2 separate regions of the Sus scrofa genome follow, and region 1 is linked to region 2. Evidence: chromatin contacts called from public Hi-C data. All regions are on one chromosome and are shown on one strand. Each heading gives the region's core, a stretch centred on a gene start, on an enhancer-like site or on the middle of the called end of the contact. The rest is flanking DNA. Distances are from core to core; before and after follow the strand shown. Region 1 overlaps PHF20 (PHD finger protein 20). Region 2 overlaps PHF20 (PHD finger protein 20).

Region 1 (6,731 bases), core at 797-3,296, 95 kb after region 2:
TCAGTCCTTAACTAATGTGTCAAGCTGCAGTTTCTTAGTCATATGTGCTCTATCATCCATTAGAAATATAATGTGATGGAGTTCTCTGGTGGCCTAACAGTTAAGGATTCGTCATTGTCACTGCTGTTGGCTTTGTTCGATCCCTGGCCCAAGAACTTGTGCATGCTGAGGGTATGGCCAAATAAATAAAAGGAAATGTAATGCGGTCAGCCTGTAGCTTTTTCTGGTAGCCACATTTTAAAACATAAAAAGAAACAAGTGAAATTTCTTTGAGTAAATTTTAGCTCAAAATATCCAAAATGCTATATCTATCATTTAAGCATGTAATTAGTGTAAGAATTACTGTTTAATAAGCTATTATGTATTCTTTTTCTTGTATTAAGCCTTTAAAATCCAGTGTGTGTTTTAAACTTACTGAACATTTCAGTTGAGACCAACCACATTTCAGGTGCTCAGTAGGTACATATGGCTAAGTGGCCACAGAGTTGGTCCATACAGCTCTATTACCCTCAGCTGTTGTGCCACATGGGAACTTCCAAGATTATTTTTTTTAAGGTAAACAAAATGCTAGGAAGAAGTAGAAACTCTGTAAATTGCTTTTCCTTTCTTTCCCACTATGGGTTATAACGGATGAACATGGTAATTGTCCATGGGGAGGCTTTGCCCAGTGTAATGCACCTGACTTAGAGGGTGGGTATTCCTGGTCATGTACAGATCTCTTGTTTGGTTTTGGAATTCCTGATTAATTTTACTTGAGGTCTTGATTTGTGTTGAACAATATGTGCAGGCTTGGAGTCTACACACCTGAATTTGAATCTAGCCTCCACTACTTGCTTTCTGTGAGACCTTGGACAGAAGAACTGTTGAGCTTCAGTTTCTCTATCTGTGAAATGGAGATAATATAACTAGCTATCTCAGAACTTTGTTACATTAAATGACCTAATGTAAAAGGCTTAGCACAATGTCAGGCCCATAGTAAATTCTTAGTAAATACTAGCTCTTTATCTTAGAGAAAACATTAACCCAAGCAGTCAGAGAGTTGAGTTCTAAACTCAGTTTATCTCTGATGAGCTGCAAAACCAAAAGACAAGTTGTTACCATTGTGGTTACCAAATTAAGAAACCTGAGCGAGGAGTTCCTGTTGTGGCTCAGCAGGTTAAGAACCCGGATAATAGACATAAGGACTCAGTGGGTTAAGGATCTGGTGTTGCCAGGAGCTGCAGTGTAGGTTGCAGGTGGGGCTTGGATCTGGCGTGGCTGTGGCTGTGGCATATGCTGGCAGCTGCAGCTCTGATTCAACCCCTAGCCTGGGAACTTCCATATGCTGTGGGTGTGGCCCGAAAAGATTAAAAAAAAAAAGTCTTTTTTGCTTTTTTAGGGCAGCTGCAGCATATGGAAATTCCCAGGCGTCAAATCGGAGCTACAGCTGCTGGCCTGCACCACAGCCACAGCAATGTGGGATCTGAGCCACGTCTTCGACCTACACCACAGCTCCTGGCACCGCCAGCTCCTTAACCCACTGAGTGAGGCCAGGGATCAAACCCATACCCTCATGGGTCCTAGTCAGGTTTGTTACCGCCAAGCCATGACAGGAACTCCGCAAAACGTTTTTTGTTTTTTTTTTTTTATGTTCTGCCCTTTTTTTTTTATGTTCTGCCGTTCTCATACCAATATACGGGGATTTTATTCTCTCTCAATATAGAAGGACATCTTTTACTGGGATTTGGAAATCCCTGAATTGAGGATTTTTCCCTGCCAGGTTTTTAAAATAACAAGATCTGCTCTGGGTACAGTTGCCAGGTTGGCAGGGGTGGACAATTACAAAATGCTTTGAGGAAACAAAAGGGTCTTTTAAATCCTTCTGTTTTAACTTGTTACCTTTCTGCTGTTCCTTTGTAGAACTGGTCAGTTTGGTGGCAGAGTGTGCCACACAGCCTCTCACCCGCTGTTAGAGTATAGCCTGGTCATTCCTGCACCATCTCAGATTGAGAGCAGGTTTGTGCAGCCCGGAAGGGACGTGCTGCCCCCGCCCCCCATGTCAGGTGGACACAGATGATTTCACAACTCAGATTGCTGAGATTGCCAGCAGTTCCCAGGCTGAAGGAAACCAGACCCTTCATCTTTCTATGCTCTAGCTGGGAAATTAAAGCTCTGGCCACACTTCCTACCTCTGCTACTAACCAGCAGGATCCTCGGTTTTGACCATCTGTGAACTGGAGTCAGTTGGCATGTTTAGCTTTCATCATGCTGCTAGATATCAATGTGAAAAACGTAGAGGCATAATCAGAATATTCTGTAGGTCCCAGCCCTCCAGAAGGCACCCTCTGTTCCAGGCATTGCCCCCACTTTTCTCACATCAGAGCCTCTTTCTGTTTCCTAATGGTTGTTGGGTACTTGACTAATCTGATAACTAAATTTCTTAAGATTTGAAAAAATAAAACCAGCTCAATAGCTCACCTGTTCTCGCAGCATATTTAGTTTTCACCTCAACTGCTAAGGAAGCCCTTATCCTTAGGGTGGAATTTCAGGTGGTGGCAGAAGTTTGGTTGGGGAGATGTTTCAAGATGAGACTCTGACACCAGGCAGCCTGTGTCCTAGTTCACAGGCAGTGTGAATTTGACATTATGCTTAAGTGAAAAACAGAATATTACAGAATGTATGCTGCTTGGGGATTTTTTTTTTTTTAATTTTTTTTTATTTTTTTAGGACCGCACCTGTGGCATATGGAAGTTCCCAGGCTAGGGATCAAATTGGAGCTAGAGCTGTTGGCGTACACCACAGCCACAGCAGTGCAGGATCCGAGCCATGTCTGCAACATACACTACAGCTCATGGCAATGCTGGATTCTTAACCCACTGAGGGTGGCCAGGTATTGAGCCTGCATCCTCATGGATACTAGTCGGATTCATTTCCACTGAGCCATGATGGGAACTCCTGCTTGGGAATAAATAAGGTAAAAAAGTACTCTCTTTATGGTGAGTAATCTGATTATGACAACTGGGAACTTGGGTACTAAAAGATTTCTCAGATGAAGATTCCATCAGGACCAGAAAGTGCTCTACAGACATTTTTATTTTTGGTCTGCCCCACCCCCACCTTCCACTGCCTGCCCCTGCCCCTAATTTCCCTGCTGGTCAGGTTAGGCAGAGAAAAGCAGTTCTGGTCTGAGTGTCCATAGACTGAATCTTTTTTTTTTTTTCTTTCTCTTTTCTAGGGCCGTACCCATGGCATATGGAGGTTCCCAGGCAAGTGACCTACACCACAGCTCACAGCAATGCCAGATCCTTAACCCACTGAGCGAGGCTGGGGATTGAACCTGCTACCTCATGGTTCCTAGTCAGATTCGTTAACCACTGAGCCATGACAGGAACTCCATAGACCGAATCTTAGTAATAGTGTGGCTACTGTTCACTTATCTGAGCTCTTCGCAGATCTGATTTCCTCCTCTCCAAAATGAAGATGTAAGACTAGGAATGAGACGGGGCTCTTTCATGTGAGGAGAAAAGCACATAAACAGATACAGTGAGAACTGCTACGTTTTATATAAGGAACATATAAAGTGCTGTGGGAACTCAGATTCAGGTTTTTCCTGTAAAATGGGCTGGGAGGCTGAGAGCTGGGGGTGACATTTGAGTTAAGTCTTAAAGGGAGAGGGTAGGTAGGGGTTGGACCAGATGGCAGGGGAATAGGAAAGGCATCCCTATGCCAGGAACAAGCAGAGCAAAGTTCAGAGGCATTGAGGGGGAAAAAGTGTCATGATCACATGTCCCTAAGGTACCCCTTCCCACTCCGGCCTTCAGATGTTTCCTCTTCCCTCAGCCAGGCCCTTAGTCACATAAGTTAATTTGGAAGGTCAGTTTATTTTTTATTTATTTTCCATTATGGTTTATTATAGGATATTGGATATAATCCCCTGTGCTGCAGTAGATCCTTGTTGTTTATCCTTTCTATATGTAATATTTTGCATCTGCTAGTCTCAAACTCCCATTCTGACCCTTCCCCCTGACCTCCTATAACCACAAGTCTGTTCTCTGTGTCTGTGAGTCTGTTTCTGTTTTGTAGGTAAGTTCATTTGTGTCGTATTTTAGATTCCGCATATATAAGTGATGTCGTGATATTTGTCTTTTTCTTTCTGGCTTAATTTGCTTACTATGATAATCTCTAGGTCCATGCATGTAGCTGCAAATGGCAATATTTCATTGCTTTTTTATGGCTGAGGAATATTCCATTGTGTACATGTAGCAGATCTTTTTGAGCCCTTATCTGTTGATGGACATTTAGGTTATTTTCATGTCTTGGCTATTGTGAATAGTGCTGCTATGAATATTGGGGGGGGGGCGGCACGTGTATATTTTTGAATTACAGTTTTGTCTGGATATATGCCCAGGAGTGAGATTGCTGGATCACATGGCAACTCTATTTTTAGTTTTTGTGAGAAACCTCCATACTGTTCTCCATAGCAGCTGTATCAATTTACATTCCTACCAAGAGTGTAGGAGGGTTCCCTTTTCTCCACACCCTCTCCAGCATTTGTTACTCCTAGATTTTTTTTAATGTTTTTTGATTTCTAGGGCTGCACCTGAGGTGTATGGAGGTTCCTAGGCTAGGGGTTGAATCGGAGCTGCAGCTGCCAGCCTACACCACAGCCCCAGCAATGCCAGATCTGAGCCGAGTCTGTGACCTACATCACAGCTCACAGCACCGTTGTGTCCTTAACCCACTGAGTGAGGCTAGATATCCCCACCAGGTAATAGTCAGGTTTGTTACTACTGAGCCACACTGGGAACTCCTATAGACTTTTTTTTGCTTTTTAGGGCCTCACTTGCGACATATGGAAATTCCCAGGCTAAGGGTCGTATCAGACTTGTAGTTGCGAGCCTACACCACAGCCACTGCATCTTGGGATCTGAGCCGTGTCTGCAGCCTACACCACAGCTCACAACAACGCCAGATCCCCAACCCACTGAGCAAGGCCAGGGATCGAACCCACATTCTCATGGATACTGTTCGGATTCGTTTCCACTGGGCCACAATGGCAACTTCTCCTATAGACTTTTTAATGGTGGCCAGTCTGACTAGTGTGAGACAGTACTTCGTTGTAGTTTTGATTTGCATTTCTCTAATAATTAGCAGTGTTGAACAGAACATCTTTTCATGTGCCTATTGGCCTTTTGTATGTTAAGTTCAGTTTCGAATTGCTTTTCCAAACAAGGTTTCTTAGAATGCCAGAATCCACTTAGTAAAGTCTCTTCCAGAGGTGATTTCAGGCTTCCTTGGTGTTTGGGTTTGATTCTGTGTAAGTCACTTCAGTCTGGAGTAGAGATTTGGCCCAGAAAGAATATTCAGGTATCAAAGGGAACTTATCTGTGCTTATTACCTCTTGTTAAATCCATTTCATTCATATTCTCACTCTGGGCAAACCTTACCTAAGGTCAAAAGAAGCCTTGGGGCACCAGAATGGGTACTTCTTTGCACCTTCTCTTGGGGTGCTTGAGGGACCTTCTTACCAAAACATGCCCTCTTTCCCCTTAAAGGGAAGGGAATGATAGGAGCTAAACTAGGATATGGATTATGTGGCCTTAAAGAGAGAACCAAAGAAGGTGGTTTAAGATGGGGATTTATTTCCACCTCAGGTCAGATTGTAAGCGCCCCACAGTGACACTGCTGTGGCTCTCTGCATTTGTCCAGGGCCAGCTTTCTGCCCATTGTCCCACCAGGCCTAAGGTGTTGCTCTCTCTGCATGATCTAAAATCACTCATTTACCACCTTGTCCATCTTTCAGCTGCAGGGAAGGGGGCATCCCTCTTTCTTTTAAGAGCACAACCCAGAAGTGCCACACATGACTTCTGTTTATATCCTGTAGGTCAGAACATGTGACATGGCTACTCCTCTCTCAGGGGAAGCTGGAAAATGCACTCCTTTCCTAGGGAAGAAATGGAGAAATAGGTATTGGAGAAGTCAGGGCTTGAGGGAGGGGTTTGTTGAAGGCCCATTTGGGCTAGTGTCTGGATGAGATCCATGGTGGGGGACTGATGGGAGATGAGGCTGGAAAGGTGAACAAGGTGAAATGATGGTGTTAGGCTGTGAGGTCACTTCCTCTGATAGGCAGTGAGAACTCCTCCAAGTTCATACCCATGCTCTGCCCCTGAGCTGCCATTCCCTTGTGCAGGTCAGAACGTTCTCTGGTAACTGTCCCCACTGTGCATGGCCGAGCTCTGGGGTGTACAGGCAGTTCTCCCATAGGGGAGGGTGATGTTATTTTTTCCTCTTCCCTCGTGGAAGCAGTGGTCTCGATGTCCTGCTCTCGTAACTCAGTGAAGATCCAAGGGAGAAATAGGGAGCAGGCTGTGCAGAGGGAGCAAGGAGGGCCCTGGTATCTCTCCTCATGGGTGCCTGCTACCTGAGGAGAGTACAGGGGCCGTCCTGGAAAAGCCTTGCTCTCCTCAGGCAAAACAAGCTGCTCTCTGATGCATAGCCCTGGCAGGAAGTTTCCCATTGTCCAACCAAGGCTGGGCATCAGGAAGAGGCTCTGCAGCCAGCTCTGTGTTCTGTGGGTCATGGAACAATCGGCCAACCTGTTCAAAGAGAGAGGTGACAGCAGACCAGCACCACTTTCCAAGGAGACAGTATGGAAGGTGAGATAACAGAGCTAATGTTTAAGTACTTGTCATGTGTTGGCCATTGTTCCAAGTTCTTTACTTGTACTGTCTATTTAATCTTCAAAACAAACC
Region 2 (6,617 bases), core at 599-3,098:
GGCCTCACTCAGTGGGTTAAGGATCTGGCATTGCTGTGAGATGTAGTGTAGGTTGCAGACTCAGCTCTCATCCTGAGTTGTTGTGGCGGCTGGCAGCTTCAGCTCCGATTTGACCCCTAGCCTGGGAATTTCCTATGCAGCTGGTGCAGCCCTTAAAAAAAAAAAGAAAGAAAGAAAGAAGGAAATATTACTGTAGTAGCACTGATGAAAGTTAGCTACAGAGTTGTAGTTGACTACTTAGACTACCCAGGTTCAATTTCTTGTTCCAATACTCCAATACTTAGTAGCTTTGTCATTTGGGCAGCTTACTTTCTGAACCTTTGTTTTTTCATCTATAAAACGTATATAATAATCCTCATTACAAACTTATGAGGTAGGTGCTAAATGAGATGATGTATAAAGCCCTTAGGAAAGTGCCTGTCATAAATAGGTAATCAGAAGTCAAATTAGGAGTTCCCACTGTGGCACAATGGGATCGGTGGTGTCTCTGGAGTGCTGGGACATAGGTTTGATCCCCACCTGGCACAGTGGATTAAGGATCTGGTGTTGCCGCAGCTGTGGCATAGGTCACAGCTGTGGCTCGGATCTGATTCCTGGCCTGCGAACTCCATATGGCATGGGGTAGCCAAAAAAAGAGGAAAAAAAAAAGCCAGTCTCTTAAGATAGTTTTGATTTGTATCTGGGGAGGGTGTGGATGGAGGTTTTGAGCTCCAATATGAGCTGCTGCAGTAATCGGATTAGAGCTGATGGGGGCCCAGTTCAACTGGGCCGCCACTGGGCAATGGTAGAAATGTAGAAAGTAGGTGTGACAGAATGGTGACTGAGAGTGGCAGGCATGGGCAATGCTCATGTTTCTACTTGGCACATTGGCCAGTCTTGGGGCCTCACATTGTGATGGGGAGAAAAGGAGAAGGAACTGGTGAGGGTAAGATGATTAGCTCAGTGAGGTTGAGTAATGCGCCAAAGGTCATTTAACAAATGTATTCCTGAGCCAAGCCTGGGCACTAGGCCCTTTCCACTGTTTCTGGGAAGATCCACTGATTTAACCAATTCATTTTCAGTAATTTGGAATGAGTAAACTCAACCTGTATTTGCTCTCTGTCTGAATTTTAATTGTGGAAGGAAAAACTTGGCCCTTGGAAAAAGGATTTCAAGTATCTGGGAAGAGGGTAAGGACTTTTTTTGGCCTAGTTCTTTCATTCTTCCCTCCTTTCTTTTTTTCCTTCCTTACCATCTCAAGTAAAAGAGGCTAATTCGGCTCTTTTAGTGTGACCTGGGCAAGGGCCTGAAGGAATGATATGATTGGTTTTAGACCTTGTCTTCCTTCTGTGTTGAGGAAATGATAGTGGAGGGGCCCTTGCCCCTACTTGAACCACCTTGTCACTTCCCCAGGACTAAAGATGTGCTCTTTTATGTTCTTTCTGTTGGATACTATTGGTTAATATTGCATAATGATATTGACTTGTAATCCTTTGTGTCTGATGTCCTTTTTGCTGGTGTTGCTGTTATCACACAACCATTTTATCACCAATGCTGAGTATTTAGTGTGAATATTTAGTGTGTATTTTGCTGAGCACTTAACATCCATTGACTCACTTATTCCAAACAACTCCAGGAGGTAGGGGTTATTAATCCCCTTTTATTGATGGGCAAACAGAAAGAGGCTGGGTGATTTTTCTCATTTTCACTTAGTGGACAACGAGCGAGGCCAGAATTGGCTAGAAAGTCAGGTCCTATCCTTAAGTATTCCCTGGCCTTCCTCCAAGACAGAACTTTGGCAGAGTCCCCTTGGAAGCTTCCTCCTGTGAGACCTAGGGTTGTCTGGACCTGCTGATATTGTTTGTGCTTCTCTGGGCAGGCAGTGAGGGCTGTAGGGACATCTCCATCTCCTAGGCTTAGGGCTGTGTGGGTGAGGGCAGCGCATGCCTGCCTTAGGCGCCTTACCTCTGGGGCATTCCCCTCACTCTTCCCCTAGATCTTCTCTTGGTTGTCTCCTGGTCATTCAGATCACTGCTCAGACTTTAGCTCCTCGGAGTTCTTTCTCTTTTCTCTTGGTCTTTTTTGTCTCTTTAGGGCTGCACCTATACCACAGCAATGCAGGATCTGAGCCACATCTGTGACCTACACCACACCTCATGGCAATGCTGGATTTTTAACCTGCGGAGCGAGGCCAGGGATCAAACCTGCGTCCTCATGGATGCTAGTCGGGTTCTTTAACTGCTGAGCCATGGTGGGAACTCCCCTCAGAGTTCTTTCTAACAGCCTTATCTAAAGTGGTCCTCCCCATCATTGGCTTACATTGTTTTGTTGGGTTTTCCCCATAGAATTTGTCCTCCCAGAAATTATCTTCTATGTATATGTGTTTATCATGTTCCTATTCCCCACTAGAGAACAGGGCTGGGGTGTCTCATCCTTCTGGCACCTATCTCCAGCACCTGGCATGTAGTAGGCACTCAGCGAATATTTATTGAATGAAGGAGGCATAAAGATTTAAGCTTGTCTTTCACTTGAAGTGTCCTTCAGTTTGCAAGGGGGTTGCATTACCTTTAAAAGTCATCATCACCCTTTAATGGAGGTTTAGTGCAAGCCTGGTGTAAGCACTGTTAGGTTTCATAAAGCCTTTTCTGTAGTTTCTGGTGCTTGACAATCTTTCCAGAATTTATTTTCCCCTAATCCTGTCTAGAGCAGACTCATTAAAAGACCTTGTGAAATTCCTGCTATGGCGCAGCTGGATTGGCAGCATCTCTGCAGTGCTAAGACGTAGGTTCAATCCCTGGCCCGGCACAGTGGGTTGAGGATCCAGCATTGTCACAACTGCAACTGTGGCTTGGATCTGATCCCTGGCCCAGAAACTCCATGTGCCTCGGGGTGGCCAGCAGAAAAGAAAAAAAAAAAATCTTGTTTCATGCTCACCTATCACTTTATTTATTTATTTAAAATTTTTTTTTGTTTTTTTAGGGCCGTACCCGAGGCACATGGAGGTTTCCCAGGCTAGGGGTCAAATCAGAGCTGTAGCTGCTGGGATCTGAGGTGTGTTTGCAACCTACACCACACAGCTCATGGTAATGCTGGATCCTTAACTCAGCAAGGCCAGGGATCGAACCTGTGTCCTCATGGATGCTAGTCCGGTTCGTTAACTGCTAAGCCTGACAGGAACTTCCCACCTATCACTTTAATTCTTTATTACTTTAAGCCCACAGCCTCTTCTCTCAGAGCACAGTTGGGTTGCTGAGGGCAGGAACTCCATGTAGTACCATGGCTACAGTACTCTTAAATCTCTCCCCAAATAAAATCCAGAGTCCATGTAAGTACAACATTAACTGTAAAAGTGTTATGAATTCAGAAAATTCTGCTATTTTTTTTTTTTTTTTGTCTTTTTGCCATTTCTTGGGCCCCTCCCGCAGCATATGGAGGTTCCCAGGCTAGGGGTCAAATTGGAGTTGTAGCTACCGGCGTACACCAGAGCCACAGCAACGTGGGATCCGAGCCGCTGTCTGCGACTTATACCACAGCTCATGGCAACACCGGATCCTTAACCCACTGAGCAAGGCCAGGGATCGAACCCGCAACCTCATGGCTCCCAGTCAGATTCGTTAACCACTGAGCCACGACGGGAACTCCAATTCTGCTATTTTTTGAGTGCTTACTTTGTACTAGATGTATAGGGGCTTTGCAAATCTTTTCTCATCTAATTCTTTCAGCACCCAAGATAGAGGCCATGAATTCTCATTTAGTGAGTTAAGGAGAATTCAAAGATGTAGCTCATAAGCAAACATGTGGTAGTGGTTAGGAATCTGGAGCCACAGAGCCTAGATTCAAATCCTGCCTCAGCTTCTTTCTGTATGGGTGTCCTAGGACAATCCCTCCCCCCCTGCCCCCGCCCCGCACGGCCCCTGCTTTTTTTCTCATTGTGGATATTAATAGTAGTATTTATCTCTGCAGTTGTAAGTATTACATGACTTAATATATACAGAGTTAGCTATTATTACTGTTATCAGTGTACCTTATGTAGGTCTTACTAGTTTATATAGGGTAAGGTTAGTTCACATCTTCATCATTTTAGTAGCTGATTAACATTCTTTGTTTGATTTATTAGGCTTCTGTTGAGCATCAGTCAGCAGTCATTCCTTTTCCTGATGGAGCTTATAATGTAGTCCTTCTATATTAGGTTTAAATATTCTTTTATTTTTAAACATGTAAATTATATTTAGTTTCCCCAGAATCGTATGTAAAAAATGTTTTTTTCCCCATTTTCACAAATGATTTATTTATTTTGTCTTTTTGCTGATTCTTGGGCTGCTCCCGCAGCATATGGAGTTTCCCAGGCTAGGGGTCGAATCAGAGCTGTAGCTGCCAGCCTACACCAGAGCCACAGCAACATGGGATCCGAGCCACGTCTGCGACCTACACCACAGCTCATGGCAACACCGGATCGTTAACCCACTGAGCAAGGGCAGGGATCAAACCCGCAACTTCATGGTTCCTAGTTGGATTTGTTAACCACTGCGCCATGACGGGAACTCCACAAATGATTTATTTTTATCCTGGGTTGTATTCTTCGGATTGAAACTACTGAGTCCAAGTATATAAGCGGTTTTACAGCTTGTTTCTTGCTTCCAGGTTGAAGTATAAAAAGACGGCCATGGTCAGGGCCTCGGGCAGTGGTTGGTTCACTTGTTCCAGTATTCCTATAGCTGGGCCTGTCTTAAGTTTTGTCCTTTTTGAAAAATAAATATTTCTGCATATTATATAGGGCTGTCCTAATTCTGACATAACATTTGAAAAGGATCCAATTGCTTCATCTTCCTGTATTCAAAGTATGTTTATATTTCAGACATGAGTATAAGCAGAGCATTGGCTTTTTGTAGGGGAAAGAGGAAGGGCCTTTGAGAAGTGGTTTGTCTCCCTCTGGGAAAATCCTGTTACTTGTGATGACAGTGATGTCTTCTACTTTGGAGGACCTTGAAAGCAGCCAGCCCTCTGCACCTCACTTTACCCTCTGGCCCTCAGTTTCCTTTCTGTGCCATGGGAACATCACATTTAGTTCTAACTACATCATTTGGTGGTTGTGTAGTTCCAAAAAAGTATGGTAAGAATGAAGGGACTTTTACAAATTTAAATAACATTTTTTAAAAAAACATGAAGAAATATAGAGAAGTAATTCAAAATTCAAATCTTACCACTAGATAATCCCTGCTGACAATTAAAATAATAATGAAGAGGTATATTCTTTTTTTTTTTTTTTTTTTTTTGTCTTTTCTAGGGCTGCTCCTGCGGCATATGAGGTTCCCAGGCTAGGGGTCTGGCCTACGCCAGAGCCACAGCAATGTGGGACCTGAGCTGTGTCTGCAGCCTACACCACAGCTCATGGCAACGCTGGATTCTTAACCTACTCAGCAAGGGCAGGGATCGAACCTGCAACCTCATGGTTTCTAGTCAGATTCGTTAACCACTGCGCCACTCCAGGAACTCCGAGGTATATTCTTAAGGTTAGGAAATTCTAACAATACTATTCCTCTCATTAAGGGAACTACTTAAGCAGTTTTTTTATTCCTTCCAAGAAACAATTTTATGCATTTACTATAATCCGTCTGTATTTGTATCTGTTGCTTTACATTAAAGGGACCATCACATGCCTCTACACTGTGACTTTTTTACTTGACAGTGTATCTTGCAGGTAACTCTGTATCAGCATCTACAGATTGCCATCAGATGACTGTAATTCATTTAACGAGGTCTCCTTTGATGGACATTTTAGCTGTAGAAATTGCAAGGCTACATTGTTTATCCTTACAGGTAGTTTGGGGAATTATCTGTAGGATGAGTTACTGGTAATGGGACTGCTGGGTTGCAGGTGTGTGCATTTTTTTAGGTGGTGCCAAGTTGCCTCTAGAAAAGCTTTTCTTTTTTTTCTTTTTATTTATTTATTAATTATTATTATTATTATTATTTTGTCTTTTTGCTATTTCTTGGGCCACTCCTGTGGCATATGGAGGTTCCCAGGCTAGGGGTCGAATCAGAGCTGTAGTCTCCAGCCTACGCCAGAGCCACAGCAACGCGGGATCCGAGCCTCGTCTGCAACCTACACCACAGCTCACGGCAACGCCGGATCCTTAACCCACTGAGCAAGGGCAGGGATCGAACCCTCAACCTCATGGTTCCTAGTCGGATTTGTTAACCACTTCGCCATGAGGGGAACTCCCCACATCTTCTTAATTCTTTCATCTGTTGGTAGACATTTAAGTTGTTTCTATGTCTTGGCTATTGTGAATAGTGCTGCAATGAACATATGGGTGTATGTGTCCTTTTCAAGGAAAGTTTTGTCTGGATATATGCTGGGTCATATGGTAGTTCTATATTTCATTTTCTGAGGTACCTCCATACTGTTTTCCATAGTGCTTGTACCAATTTACATTCTTACCAACAGTGTCGGAGGGTTCCCTTTTCTCCACACCCTCTCCAACATTTGTTATTTGTGGACTTATTAATGATGGCCATTCTGACTGGTGTGAGGTGATACCTATAAGTAGTTTTGATTTGCATTTCTCTAATCAGTGATGTCGAACATTTTTTCATGTGCTTGTTAGCCATCTGTATATCTTCTTTGGAGAAATGTC

What was found. A called contact is a pair of places that touch in the nucleus more often than the background predicts.
Region 1: a contact with region 2 is called in a Hi-C map of liver, with 3 times the contacts expected there. The contact joins two enhancer-like sites. A contact is called at or near these places in 2 of 47 Hi-C or Micro-C datasets (epiblast stem cells and liver) and 1 of 2 datasets of contacts at active chromatin or transcription factors (alveolar macrophages).

What each region holds. Positions count from the first base shown.
Region 1 is chr17:39,199,230-39,205,960 of Sscrofa11.1, forward strand. The region is part of intron 10 of PHF20 (PHD finger protein 20); the gene reads left to right. Among named protein-coding and RNA genes, the nearest start is that of CNBD2, 43 kb to the right of the region's middle. Within about 2 kb of position 2,047, at least 5 of the 83 cell types and tissues checked have an H3K27ac peak or open chromatin away from gene starts, as enhancers often do. A contact at or near this core is called in liver, where this site is marked.
Region 2 is chr17:39,104,018-39,110,634 of Sscrofa11.1, forward strand. The region is part of intron 1 of PHF20 (PHD finger protein 20); the gene reads left to right. Among named protein-coding and RNA genes, the nearest start is that of PHF20, 15 kb to the left of the region's middle. Within about 2 kb of position 1,849, at least 15 of the 83 cell types and tissues checked have an H3K27ac peak or open chromatin away from gene starts, as enhancers often do. A contact at or near this core is called in liver, where this site is marked.